2 separate regions of the Hordeum vulgare genome follow, and region 2 is linked to region 1. The links are chromatin contacts, called in public Hi-C maps. All regions are on one chromosome and are shown on one strand. Each heading gives the region's core, a stretch centred on a gene start, on an enhancer-like site or on the middle of the called end of the contact. The rest is flanking DNA. Distances are from core to core; before and after follow the strand shown.

The links. Hi-C and Micro-C count contacts between places; a contact is called where the count stands out from the background.
Region 2: a contact with region 1 is called in a Hi-C map of seedling, with 2.5 times the contacts expected there. The contact joins two enhancer-like sites. A contact is called at or near these places in 3 of 6 Hi-C or Micro-C datasets (leaf and seedling).

The regions. Positions count from the first base shown.
Region 1 is chr4H:24,872,806-24,879,208 of MorexV3_pseudomolecules_assembly, forward strand. No RefSeq gene overlaps it. Among protein-coding and RNA genes, the nearest start is that of LOC123451082, 84 kb to the left of the region's middle. Within about 2 kb of position 3,221, at least 3 of the 3 cell types and tissues checked have open chromatin away from gene starts, as enhancers often do. A contact at or near this core is called in leaf and seedling, where this site is marked.
Region 2 is chr4H:25,066,893-25,073,213 of MorexV3_pseudomolecules_assembly, forward strand. No RefSeq gene overlaps it. Among protein-coding and RNA genes, the nearest start is that of LOC123451083, 67 kb to the left of the region's middle. Within about 2 kb of position 4,654, at least 3 of the 3 cell types and tissues checked have open chromatin away from gene starts, as enhancers often do. A contact at or near this core is called in leaf and seedling, where this site is marked.

The DNA of each region.
Region 1 (6,403 bases), core at 1,971-4,470:
ATCCAATTATTGGAATAGATTCAAAGAATATAGAAAACAAGTCTGACCTTGTGAGTAATATATATGGGGTTTCTACCCTTATATCTGGTACGTCCTCTGATGAGAGGGGAGAGGTGTACCTAGGGAATATTCCAAAGATGCCCTCTGCAGGGTATTCTGGACCTTTCCCCATTCCCCCTCCACTAATTCATGGACATGTGGTCAGGGGGAAAGCAGAGCTTAAAATACCGTCTACTGTGTTGGGAAACATGTTTGAGGAGGTGGCTGAAGAGTTTTTCGGTCAGCTGTGGGTTATCCCCTCCCCCAGCCGCCGCCACTCCTATTTAGTCCCCCCTCCTCCTCCCTCAAACCCTAATTCTACCCTACCACCCCTCTTCTGGATCAGGAAGGATCTCTTCCGACCCAAGAAATTCACCAGAGATGACTGCTTCCCTGTGAAGTTCCCCACCCAGTTTGATCCTACTCCCACCTCTTTTCGTCTCTGTGTGGAAGGAATCGGTCCTGGATCCTCTTCTTTTGATGAGGTTGTCAAGGGAGCGATGGAGAAGGGTCGGCCACAGCAGGAGCGACCTCCCCGCCGTCAACCTCCTAAGAAGCCAGTCCCTACCCAAGGAGGGCAGGCTCAACCTGTTCAACCCCCCCTGTTGTTGTGAAGCCTCAAACCACAAACAAAGGAGGGACAGGGGGGTCTAGAAAGCAAGCTAATGGAGCCCAACCTGCTGCAGCTCTGGTGCCAGTCATCCCCACCCCCCTGCTGTCTAAGCTTTGGATCCAAGGTACAAGGACATGATCTGCTTTAACTGTATCTGGCCTGGGCACTATGTTGGCAACTGCATTGAGCCCAAAAAGTGTTTCATCTGTGCTGGGGTACACAATGTGAACAACTGTGCAGCTTGGGCTCGTCAACACCCTACTGCAACTTACTTTGGAAGTGCTGCAGCTGGACTAGGTTTTTATCACATTGATGTCCCCATCTCTACTGAATCCAGTTGGATGAATTACAAGAACTGTGCTATTCTTCAGGTTGTTAGAGGAGAAGTTTCTGCCCGTGAACTCTTAATGCAGCTGAATGGGATTTTTTGCAAAAATAAAGAGTGGCCTTGGCAAATCAGAGATTTAGAGGATAAGAAATTTCTTTTAATATTCCTCCCATGGAAGAATGTAGAGGACTTGATTGAATTCCCTCCTTTTGATCTACCTATTGATGGTGTCTCTGTCAAGGTGGTGGAATGGCAGGGCATGTTGAATCCTTACTTAATGACTAAATACCTGCTCACTTTTTTTGGGGGAATGTGGGAGACCAACACAGGTATCATCTTGCTAGCTCGGGTTTGGTTACTAGGAAGAAAGCTTTTGGGGGCCTGGGGGTGCCTAACCTTAAAGAGTTTAATATGGCTCTTCCGGCCTCGTGGGGGAAAAGATTTTTTGACAATCAAACTAAGGATTGGAAATATATTATTTCCTTCAAGTATAATATTGATTCTCCTAATATCTTGTGGTCCAAACCTGAAAATGGTTCTTCTTCTTTTTGGAAGGGTGTAACTTGGGCACTTAATGCCTCCAAGACATTCTATAGATGGAAGATTGGTAATGGTAGGAAAGTTAAATTCTGGACTGATATTTGGGTGGGGGATTGTTCCCTGATGGTTCAGTTTTGGGACCTATTTCACATTTGCAACCAACCTGATTGTACCATCTCTCAGGTGTGGGATGGAAATGAACTTAAGATATCCTTTAGAAGATGTGTTGGCAGTAGAGGGCTGGATAGGTGGAATCTTCTGATTGAGACTATTAAAAAGATCTCCCTCTCCAATTCCCCTGATACTCCTATTTGGATGCTGGAACCAAAAGGAATATATTTTGTTAAATCCTTCTATAGTGCTATTAACTATGGTGGGGTTGATCACAGGGTTGGGGACAAGATGTGGAAAGTTCTATGCCCCCAAAACATCCATGTTTTCCTTTGGCTTTGTATGAACAACAAAGTACTAACTAGAGACAACTTAGCTAAGAGGAGAAGTGTGGAAGACCCATCTTGCTTATTTTGTTCTGAGTTGGAATCAGTTCAACATATGTTCTTTGATTGTACTGTAGCTTCTTGTATTTGGCAATTATTTGAGGAGGTATTTCATATTACAATCTCCTGCTTTCATGATATTCATGCCTTATGGCTGATATGCAAAAAGAAACCTATACATAATATGGTTGTGGCTGCCTCCTTATGGAGTATTTGGCGTTTGAGAAATGAATTTTGCTTCAAGGGTCAAACATGGAAAAGTTTGGACTGCGTGCTCATGAAGCTAAGGCTCTTCCTACGCCAATGGGTTGTTCTCTGCGACGCCACTCAAGAGCTGGTGCTGTGTCAGTTCATCTCTGATCTGGATAAGAAGAGAGGAGAATTGCTGCGGATTGCTTGGTGAAGAATTGTGATAGAGTTAGACTTTGGTTTGGAGTTATGTTTGTCTTAGCTGTAAAAACTGTTGGAGGTTTATGTTTTGTCTAGACCTGTTTTTGGTCGGTTTTACTTTTTCTGTTAAAATAGATATTCGCTGGCTGTGTACTTCATTAATAAAATGGAGAAGGGGGAGCCCCTTTCTTTAAAAAAAAACAAGGACACAGACACGCGTGGCCGTACATCAGAGAGAGGTCCTGCAGCATCAGCATGCGACGCGAACGATACGTACGTACGCACGCTCCGGACCGGACCGGAGGGAACCCTGCACCTGAGCCTGTCCGCGGCCGGGCCAGCAGCGCGGCGCGACGTCCCTACCCCGGACGGAACACGGCCGGCGAGGCCCCGCTGTCCCCGGTGCCGCGGTCCATATCGACCCCCCGGCGCCAGGGCGCGCGACAGGGGACGCAGCGCCACGCCCGGCTGTCACGCACGCCCCTGGCCGCTCGCTGCATGCCATTGGCGCCATGCATGGCCCCGGCCCCGCCTACGCCTCCTTTCATCAATTAACTGACCGACCCCGGCCGCCGTCCGGCCGGCCGGCCGCCTCCCGTACGTAGATTCCCCCATGCACCGCCGATGCGTTGCCATCGAGCATTCATTCTTGGAGGGAAGCCTGCGTGATCGACGCACGTACGTCGTCGGCGACGCGTAGGCGGGGGTCGTCGGACGTGCTGCCACTTAGAAGGTGATGGGGGTGTGTTGGGAGCGTGATCTTGGATGGGTCCGTCCCGGTTGAGAAAACAAAATAATCTCGTATGGGTCCCGACCAAATAACGCTCACGCTATGACGCGCGCCCATGTCCCCGGCCGGCCGCCCAGGCCCGCATGGGCCACCACGATCGCCTGCAACGCGGCCGCCCGGTCCCGGCGTACATGTCCGCCCACTTGCGCAGAAACTTCCTCCCCTCGCCTTCGGCTTCGACATGCAATGGTGCTATCGTCACATAGGATGGATATATATATATATCGGCTTTGCTAAAAATCACACATATATATATGCTGAGCTGAACGAGAGATAAACCATACTGTATATATTAAAAGATGATTATTTGGTTTTAATTATCTCATCACATGTTTACAAATATATTTTTATCCTTTATCTTTCTTTTTATTGTTTTTTACACGGTAATACGTGCACCATTCATATCATAAAATACAAAATACAAGTCACATAAAGACCGACATGACGAATCTGAAAATATAGCAGAACATTACTAAGCTTTACACCAACGCCCCGTCACCTGCCTCCTGCACCACCAAAGTACCTATCAACGGGGAAAAAATGACGGATCACCTCCTCATCCGAGATCGACTCGGCTCCATCGCTGATATGCAGCTTTGCGGACCTCCAAGAGCGCTTACCAAAAGTGAAGCCATCACCGTTGAACGAATCAGACGGGGCAACACCCCGGACACACCATCGATCTCCACGTCCGGCACCCCAGCACGATTAAGACGTCGAAGGAGGAAACCATACGTGTCATCCATCAATCACGAACCCAACACATGTTCCGTCTTTCAGATGTTGTCAATGCAGACCATAATCCACATCCACTCCTGGACAACCTCCCAAGCTCCACAATGGCGTTGGAGCAAACACCATCGCAACGACGGAGCGCGAGGACACAGGCCCACCACGAGAATGACAACATCGCCACATCATTCTTACCTGAATAGACTGATTTCTAAATTCACCTCCAACCATAAGACTAATTGCCTCGTTGGAAACATATATGTGCCTTCTTTATTCGGGGTCGCCATTGTCGCCTTCGAAGCCAAGACGATAAACATCTAAAAAAACCAAAGCTACTAGGACCTAAACTAAAGCTACACGATTCATCCATGTAAATCCGGCAACCCCCTCCCCTCAAACCCCCACCGACGATCGAGGTCATCGACCGAGGGGAGCTGCCGAATGAACGAGGCGAAGGGGCTTTTGTGACGGCGGCTAGGGTTTCTAGTCGCTCGCGCGAGAGGAAAGTTCAGGGGACTATACGGTGCCACTTGGACCTACCGGAGGAAACCATATATTGTGCTATGTATTCCCCCGTCCGGATTCATTAGACCCTCGACCAAAACTCATGTTGCAAGGTTCAACAATTACTCCTTCTTGAACGTCCGTCTCGACTCGACAACCTGCGTGTGGCTGCATGCCCTGGTACGAGCCATGTTGCCATGCACGGTCTCGGTCGGCCCTCCAAGTTCAAGACAGCCGTCCAACACCATGTCGAGAGGGAACGGGGCCCATGCGTCCAGCAAAATGGCATGTAGGCCCGAGAGGTCGCCCAAGGATCAACATAGGGAACACCGCAAGATCCTCGCCTCACTTCACGCAGACCGGCGTGGCTCTGTACCACGGCTCGTACCGCTCGGCTCCACACGTATTAACAGCGACGGGGACGACGACGTACGGGGCGTCACCTGCCCATGCCGCGGTACAAGATCTCGTTTCATCTTCATCCCGGAAGAAAAAATCTGCTCGGATATGTATTTGTCGTCCCTCGGATGGAGACCCGGTTGCTGTGTTTCTCGATCGGGCCGGGCATTTCCTCTTTTCCTCGGATGGAGACTAGTTCGTGGTACGTTCTTGGAATTCCACGGCATCATTTACTGCAAGCGTTTTCGGATCATCGTCGTCTCCGTCTCAGACTTGATCGCCGTGGTCGCTATGGAGATGTACATCCGACTCGGCGCCGTTCTGTTTTGTTTTTTCCTCGCGAGGGAAACTGCACTGTGATGTTAGTTGTTGCGCGGTTGACCCTTGCAGATTGTCGACGAAATGATGCTGTGGCAGGGATACCGTACCGATGATGCTGCATATGCCCTCTCGGATCTCGGTCAAATTTTCACATTTCACAATCACATTTCTCGTTTCACCTCTATGTTGAGACGGGTGTGCCGCCCCCAAGACATGGATCAATTCCTGAAGGATTTTTTTTTGGAAAGGATAATATTAGTTAGTTTTTAGCATTTGGGCCTTCAAACACAATGATGATATGTGTTTCGTCCCTCCAGTGATTTTCGGCTAGCTTTGCTATCGAGTACAGATGATATTGTATACCGTAAACGTGTCTACAAATGTGTCCGGTCGTGTTCACGGACGTCAATCACACTCCTCATTTCATAATTTTCATTTTTTATACAAACACATGAAACAACCACAATTTATGTAAGAACTACTACAAACTATCATCTAGATTGCTCGTCGTAGGATGACGAAATTCGGGGAACCGCCGGCATTGTGGTCATTGACGGGGCGAAAGACGACATACACGCTTCATCATTGTCTTTCTTGAACGCCAAGGCCCCGCAGTCTCCATGGCCCCCTCGCGCATTGTCCTTCACATTTGCCTATGAGTGATGGAGTCGAGGATGGCTGTTGCTCCACCGCCTCCTCCATTTAGGCGAGTTCAAACTCCTCGAGTGCGGCCTCCATCCCAAATCCGGCTTCAACCTACGTTGGTGCATCCTCCTCCTTCTGTGACGGCAGCTCCTCTGACTCCTCCAACTCCTCATGCAGCGGCGCCATCATCTTCACCCCCGTCTCCTCCTGCTCTAGCGTCTCCATCTCCATCTGCTCCCCGCCTCCTCGTCGGGACTATATGGAAGCAAGTTGTCCACAATGCGTGTGGCACGACGCAGGAAGCAGGCCTCATCGCGACCCACATATTCTCCTCGATCCCACACGCCGCTCTTACGTGAACGACTTGTAGTAGGCTATCTTGATGCGGATCATGATGGCTTGTGACGACGCGGGCGTGAGGGGGACAATAAGAATAGTGAGAGGCAGGACAACAACAACGCAGATATGTGGGATGAAATTGGATAGACTAAAGTTGTCTCGTCGTCTTGCTTAAATAGACGGACATGCTCCCTCAGACGACGCACGGGAACGGCGCGACAAGGCGTCATGAATGCCTCTTCGCCGTCGTCACCTAAATGCAAAGG
Region 2 (6,321 bases), core at 3,404-5,903, 200 kb after region 1:
ATATCAATACACCTAATGCCTCCATGTAATGATCTGCAAGTTGTAGGAGAAAATTGTATATACAAAATTGTGTGTGTGTGTGTGTGATCGTACGAGATAACGATATATGATTGGTCCTACGAAAAATTCTATGATATATGCACAATGTGTACAATATGTAGTAGCGTAAAATATGCTTGAAATGAAAAAAAGTTAAATGGAAAACACAAAATAAAAGCAAAAACAAACAATAAACCCCAAACCCCAATGCCTTTAGTCTCGGTTGGTGTCAACAACCGGGACTAAAGGTCCACACCCCCGACGCACACTGCGAGTCACGTGAAAGGACATTAGTCCTGGATCATGATCAATCGGGACCAAAGGAGGGGAGGGGGAGGCTTTAGCCCAAGTTATTACTTCTGGTTGGTGATCCGAGACTATATGCCCTTACCAACTGGGACTAATGCCTATTTCTCCACTAGTGGTGTGCTACCTTGCTAAAGAGATGGTGACAAGAGAATGAGATCGCTGAGAAGAGAAAGATGTGGAAGAGAATGAAAAATAATGACCCAATGACACGTTCACCCGACATGTATTTATTGGTGGTCCGCAAAAGCAACAGATGAAAACCCCTATAATCTATTTGGAGAGCGTGGATAACCAATTGTAAGGCCATGTTTGTTTAAAAAGTCCTAGGATTTTTTAGTCCCAGCTAAAAAGTCCCTAGTTCCTACATGTTTGGTTCCAGTGACTAAACATGGACTAGAGATATAAAATGACATGCTAAAAGACCATATTACCCCTAGTAATGAACTAAAAAACCATGTTATTAAATAACGCTTGTTCGTAACACTTGTTCATACCAACCGAAAATACACTTATTCGTGCCAACACTTGTTCATAACAACTGAAATAAGAGAGATTACAGAAGCGGAGAACACTTCTTCATAACAACCGAAATAATTATATCATTGTTGTTTCAAGGACCACAACCCATCAGCGACCCAATCTCTAAATTGATTTATAGCAACACTATCCGTCTCATTGGTTGAATCATTTGTTGGAGTAGTCGTTGGCACGAACAATGGTGCATAATTTTCATCTTGATCACGCAAGTCAAAATCTATATCAGCTAGTTGACTTTGTTTAATAAAATTGTATAGTGCAATGTAGACAGAAAGTTGAATATGCATACCAATCAGAAATTTACCTCTCCAACATCAGAGTTGTTGTCCCCATCTTCAAAGCCTTCGCTGTCGTCGACATCATCTGAAGGCACAACAGATGACAATGCACGTTGCCAGCTTGCAACTTAAGACATGGAGAAGCCCCGTCCTATGACGCCTCTGATGCCGGTCGATGAGGCCCCACGGGCTCGACCTACACCGCATCCAGTGCCCCGAGACATGGACCTCCCACGCCCTTTGACGACTCTGTCAATGGAAGTTGTGCCCAGGGCGACGAATCGACGCATGTGAGAGCCACCGATGCTCGGAGACCGGGTGTGGCCTCCTCCGCCCTAGGACACGGACCTCCCACGACCAGGTCCAATCGAAGGAGGACCATGACCGTCCGACTTGTCAAGGAGAAGTTGCTGGTACGAGCCCAAATCGGGGAAGTCATCGAGGTTGTTGTTCAGATCCAAGAATCCCATTCCCCTCCCCAGATATCCGCCGACGGATGAGCCTTGGGATGTCGAGTGATGCGAGTGGAACTCAGAGAAGAAGTGTGTAACGTCGTCTTCATCGGCGGCCATGGCGGCGGCGGCTCAGGGCACTGGAGGCTGGGCACGGTAGCGGCGACTGGAGCACGCGAAGGAAGGTGTGGTGCGGGCCAGGGAGCGGTGGGCAATGGATAAGGTGGGTGCGGTGCGGGGGCACTGTGGGAAAAGTCCTAAAAAGACCCTTCCACACGGACTTCTTTCTTTAATCTCAAATACCCAGTTTTAGTCCCTAAAAGTCCCTTCTGTTTGATTTTGATGAGAGTAAAAAAGACTTGACTTTTTTTAGTCCCTACATCAAAAAATCCGTATAAACAAACACCCTTTTAAGTGTCCTTACTAGCGAATATGGATGATGACCTTCTCTTCTTGCAAGAAATGCAGAGGCTGTATATTACCAACACATACCCCCGATGAAAACACCATTACAGAAAGTAAGATCGACATCCAAATCTCTAGATATGCCAAAATCCTTTTATTTCTGCATCCATTGACTATGTGTTGTGAGCAAAACTCGTTCACATCTCTGGACCTCTATCTCGGCAGATCAAACTTGTCGAGACTCAAGTGTTTTGCGAATTATTTCTGTGCACTATTTCCTCTGTTTTTTTTTACCTCCTTTAGCAAGTTTTTTTCTTTCTGGAAATTGGATAAGTCTTTTTATAGGAACGTAGAAACAAACGCTCAGTAGAGACAAACTTTTATGGGCTACACATGTCCGACAAACAGGCAACACGTGGGGCCGAAAAACCTACTCCTTTGGCAGTTGGATGGGTTGGGCAACTTGCACACAATGCCGACGAAATGGAATTGATAATCGTCAAGGGATGCGTAATGCGTTGCTGCCTCAGCTTTACAGTTGGAGGTTTTTGGCACCAAGCTGCACATCGATAGCTCTTTTGAACGAGGAATGTGACATGCAGATATGGGAGCGCAAAACGCTGTTTTTCTGCGTCATGAGAAATTACGAGTAAGTTTGTCCAACTAAGATTGGTGGCGTGCTTTGGTAGTACTACCGTGGAACATGCTCTGTCTGGTCTAGCATACAGTGGGTTCGATTGATTGACGGCCAGTTCGGGAAACTTGAAGACGTCGCGTCTCAAAACCGCACTAGTACGTAAAGTATGAAGGAACACTCATCCTACCCAGCACGTGATTAATAAAAGTCATCACGGGGCAAATCAACAAACAACCACTTTGCAAACACGGCGTCTAATCGGGGACATGGGGCATTTGATCACAATTGCACCGGAGGTTGTTTGCTCCGTTTCTTATATGATGATACAAGCGTCAAACATGTCGTACGGACACCAATAATGCTGTGATTACGGCCCAACAACCAGGCTGTCTGCTCATGTGTCGATGACTTCAAACCTGCAGTGCATATGCCACCGGCTCACTGGTGCAAATATGCAGCACGTTGCCTTGCCCGGTCCAAAACCCTGCCCATCAGATCAGTCATATACCATCGCGGGCAAGCAGCACGCGCGAGAATCACGAGACAAGGTGATCAGCGACCCTGGCCCATGCCAATCTAAACCCTGGACTGCCAGGAACGGCGTCCCAAAAGGCAGGCAGAGCTCCTGCCCGGTCCAAAGTTTTGGCTGGATCACACGGCAACCCGGGGCGCGCTTGCTGAGAAATGCTGCCGCCTCCTGACGCTGCAGATGGGGCCAGCCGCGTGTCTGCCTTGCGTGCATGGCGCCGCCGCGCTTAACTTGTCTCCACGTTGAAACAAAGTTTGGGATGAGACACCGGCGAGATGGACGGAGCGAGATCGTCGGAGGTCCAAGAAGCGGGGTGCCGTCTCGCTCCCGTGCATGCAGCTAGCGAGCGACGGCACGGCCGACAGCGCGGCCGCCACGGCCCCGCCTTGCCGCCCGCAGTGTCGGCACGAGCGTAGCGTTGCGGAGTCCCCCACCTGCAGGGCCCGATGGAGGGTGCGGAGTCTTTGGAGGAGATCGATCTCCATTAAGTGTGTGTTTGCTAGTGTGGATGAGCCTAAAAGTTTCATTTCTTACTTATTTTTGGATGTTTGGTAGAGTGTATAAAAGGTGTACGAATTCATACTAGCTTAATGCAAATAAATTAGATGCATGTACTTAAAAAACATGCATGAAGAGGGGTGTTGAGATGAGCATGCCCGAAGCGGGAAAAACTATGATGAGATGAGAATGCAACCAAACACACTTTAGCGGCCTGCGCTGTGCATGGCGCGTGCCCTGGCCGACGTCCCGGCCGGCTCTCGGTCAGAGACAACGAGACACGGCGCTGTCCGCGGTACAACGGACGGACGTGGGGTTGGGCGGGCGTACGTGCCATGACATGCAACGCAAGTGGGGGTGGGGCGCGGCGTCCCACATTGCTGGATCCTGCACGCCGCAGCCCCATGTGGGGCGGAGACCGGGCGATCGGCGTCACCCAGGACGCAGCGGCGCGGCGCCACCGGCCGGGCTGCCGGTTCCCCGCCCCGTGGGCGCGCCCAAGGTAGATGCCATGGCATGGTCGGCGCGCCCCCGGACAGACCAACGCTCCAGTCCAGCCCAGCCCGCGCGCGGCCACCGACCACCCGTACGCGCACAGTCCTTCTGTCCGTGGGTAGCAGCGGCAACTCGGTCAGCACTTGGGCTCTGCACGCCATTGACACTCGGAGAACCGAAGAGCAAGTTGGCCACTTCTCTCGGCGACATTCGAGACGGTGCCGCCATCTCAGCCCCAAGCCAGCATGCAGCGCCGACTCAGCAGGGAGAGGGGATGGGACGCACGGGGCCGCGCGTGCCGCCCATGAGATTTTGGATGGCGCGTAGTAGATCGCGCGGGCTACGCCTACGCACTCGCCGTCACTCGCTACGAGCGTAGCGTAGGTGTGCGTCGACTGCTACGCTCGTAGTGTATGGGGGCGGCATGGGCGACCGGCCATGGGGGACGGGCATGGGGTGGGGGGCTGTGCTGACTTGGCCCGGCGAAGGCGACGCGCCGGGGCGGACAGTTCGGACACCTGGTGTGTGGTGGGCCTGGGCTGGGTTGGGACCAACCGAATTAACGAACTTTGTACCTTTCCCTGGGTGTTATGGGTGCGGGGTTTCGACGGTCTACGGCCTGGTTTCTGTCTGGTATATCGTCCTACATTTGATTAGCAGTTAAGTAAAGTTATATTTGTCTCAAAAAAGTAAAGTTATCTTGAACTAGCTTTTACTGAAGATATAGATACAACCTTGCTTAGTTAAGCTGCTGGTCAGGTGGGCAAATTTTTTCTTGCCGACAAGAACAATGTGAGCAAATTAGGGACACCCAAGTCCCTAATTTGTCAAAAGGGCTTGATTGCATGCTCCCCCAGATTGTTGTGTGAAACGTTTTTTATTGACAAAGTTGTGTTGAACATATTGGTGCTTTATCAACAAGAGAAAGTTTTTCAATATTTATTTGATAATTATGAAAAGTTATATCATCCACCGACAAGAGAACGTGATAATTCAGCACATTGTTCAACGAAAACAACCCGTGGCACATAATTCACCTGCTTTTCTAGCTCGGGAGATACATCGCAAATCTAGCACGCGGTGACGACAGCGTAAAGCTGCCTTGACCAAGTGCAAAACGTCGCGTCCTTGAATGGTTCACAATTTTAACGAAAAAATAGTTGATATCGATTTGTGTCGGTGCATTGAATAAAATCTTGGTTTAAAGTCTAGGACGACTTTGGTACGCATTCTGTTCACAATGAGTGTCGAGAATCTGCCAGCTTTGCTAGTTCGTGAGCTACGGTATGCATCTAGCACGGATGACAACTCAAAGTTGCCATGGTGAAAGTGTAAAATGCACTGTATGTTGGTGTCTTTGAACGATTCATGATTATAACCTGTGTAGTCGATGTTGATTTGTGTCGATGAATTGAGTGAAACCCTTTGTGACAACCTTTACACGAATTTCTCATGTGCATTTTGTCTGTTCATCTGTAATCTAAATCTAAGTCGTTCGTCCCCACGGAGATGGGTCTTTCTCTCTCTCCTTATCCTTAGCCTGTGGAGAAGATCGTCCATGAAATTTTCGTGGGATGAAACATTGAAGTGGAATCCTGCTGCCGTTGCTTGGGCGTAGCGGAATGTCCAGGCCACGATGTGTGGAACTAGCTGCCTTCATGCAAGTTGTCGTGTTAGCATTGTGATGGTGTTAGCTGCTATTGCAATTGAAAGGGTAGCACAAAGGCTATCGAGGAGAGTTTTTCTCATATGTTGGTTCCCGAACAGTTATTAGCTTAGATCATGGACGGGAGTGTCAAGGAGATATGCTTGAACGACTATAACCATATATCGTTCGTAGTATAAGACATGTCCTCAAGGAAAAAAGTTGTCAGCGTATTAATATCTTGACTTTTTGCCTTTTCGTACAAATCGAAAACTATAAATAGCGTGCTAATTCTTTTAATAAGTTGTTTGCAAATGCATGGAAGACACACATATTGTTAACCATTACGTAAGGTGTAAAACTTAGTACCATGGCAAATATTTCATCTTTACACAAATCTGCAACATTTTCAAGTCGCGTGAAAAATCCTTTAGTGCGAAGACAAACACTTATCGGGCTTTATTTCTTCACCACCACAACACACAAAATTCAAATAA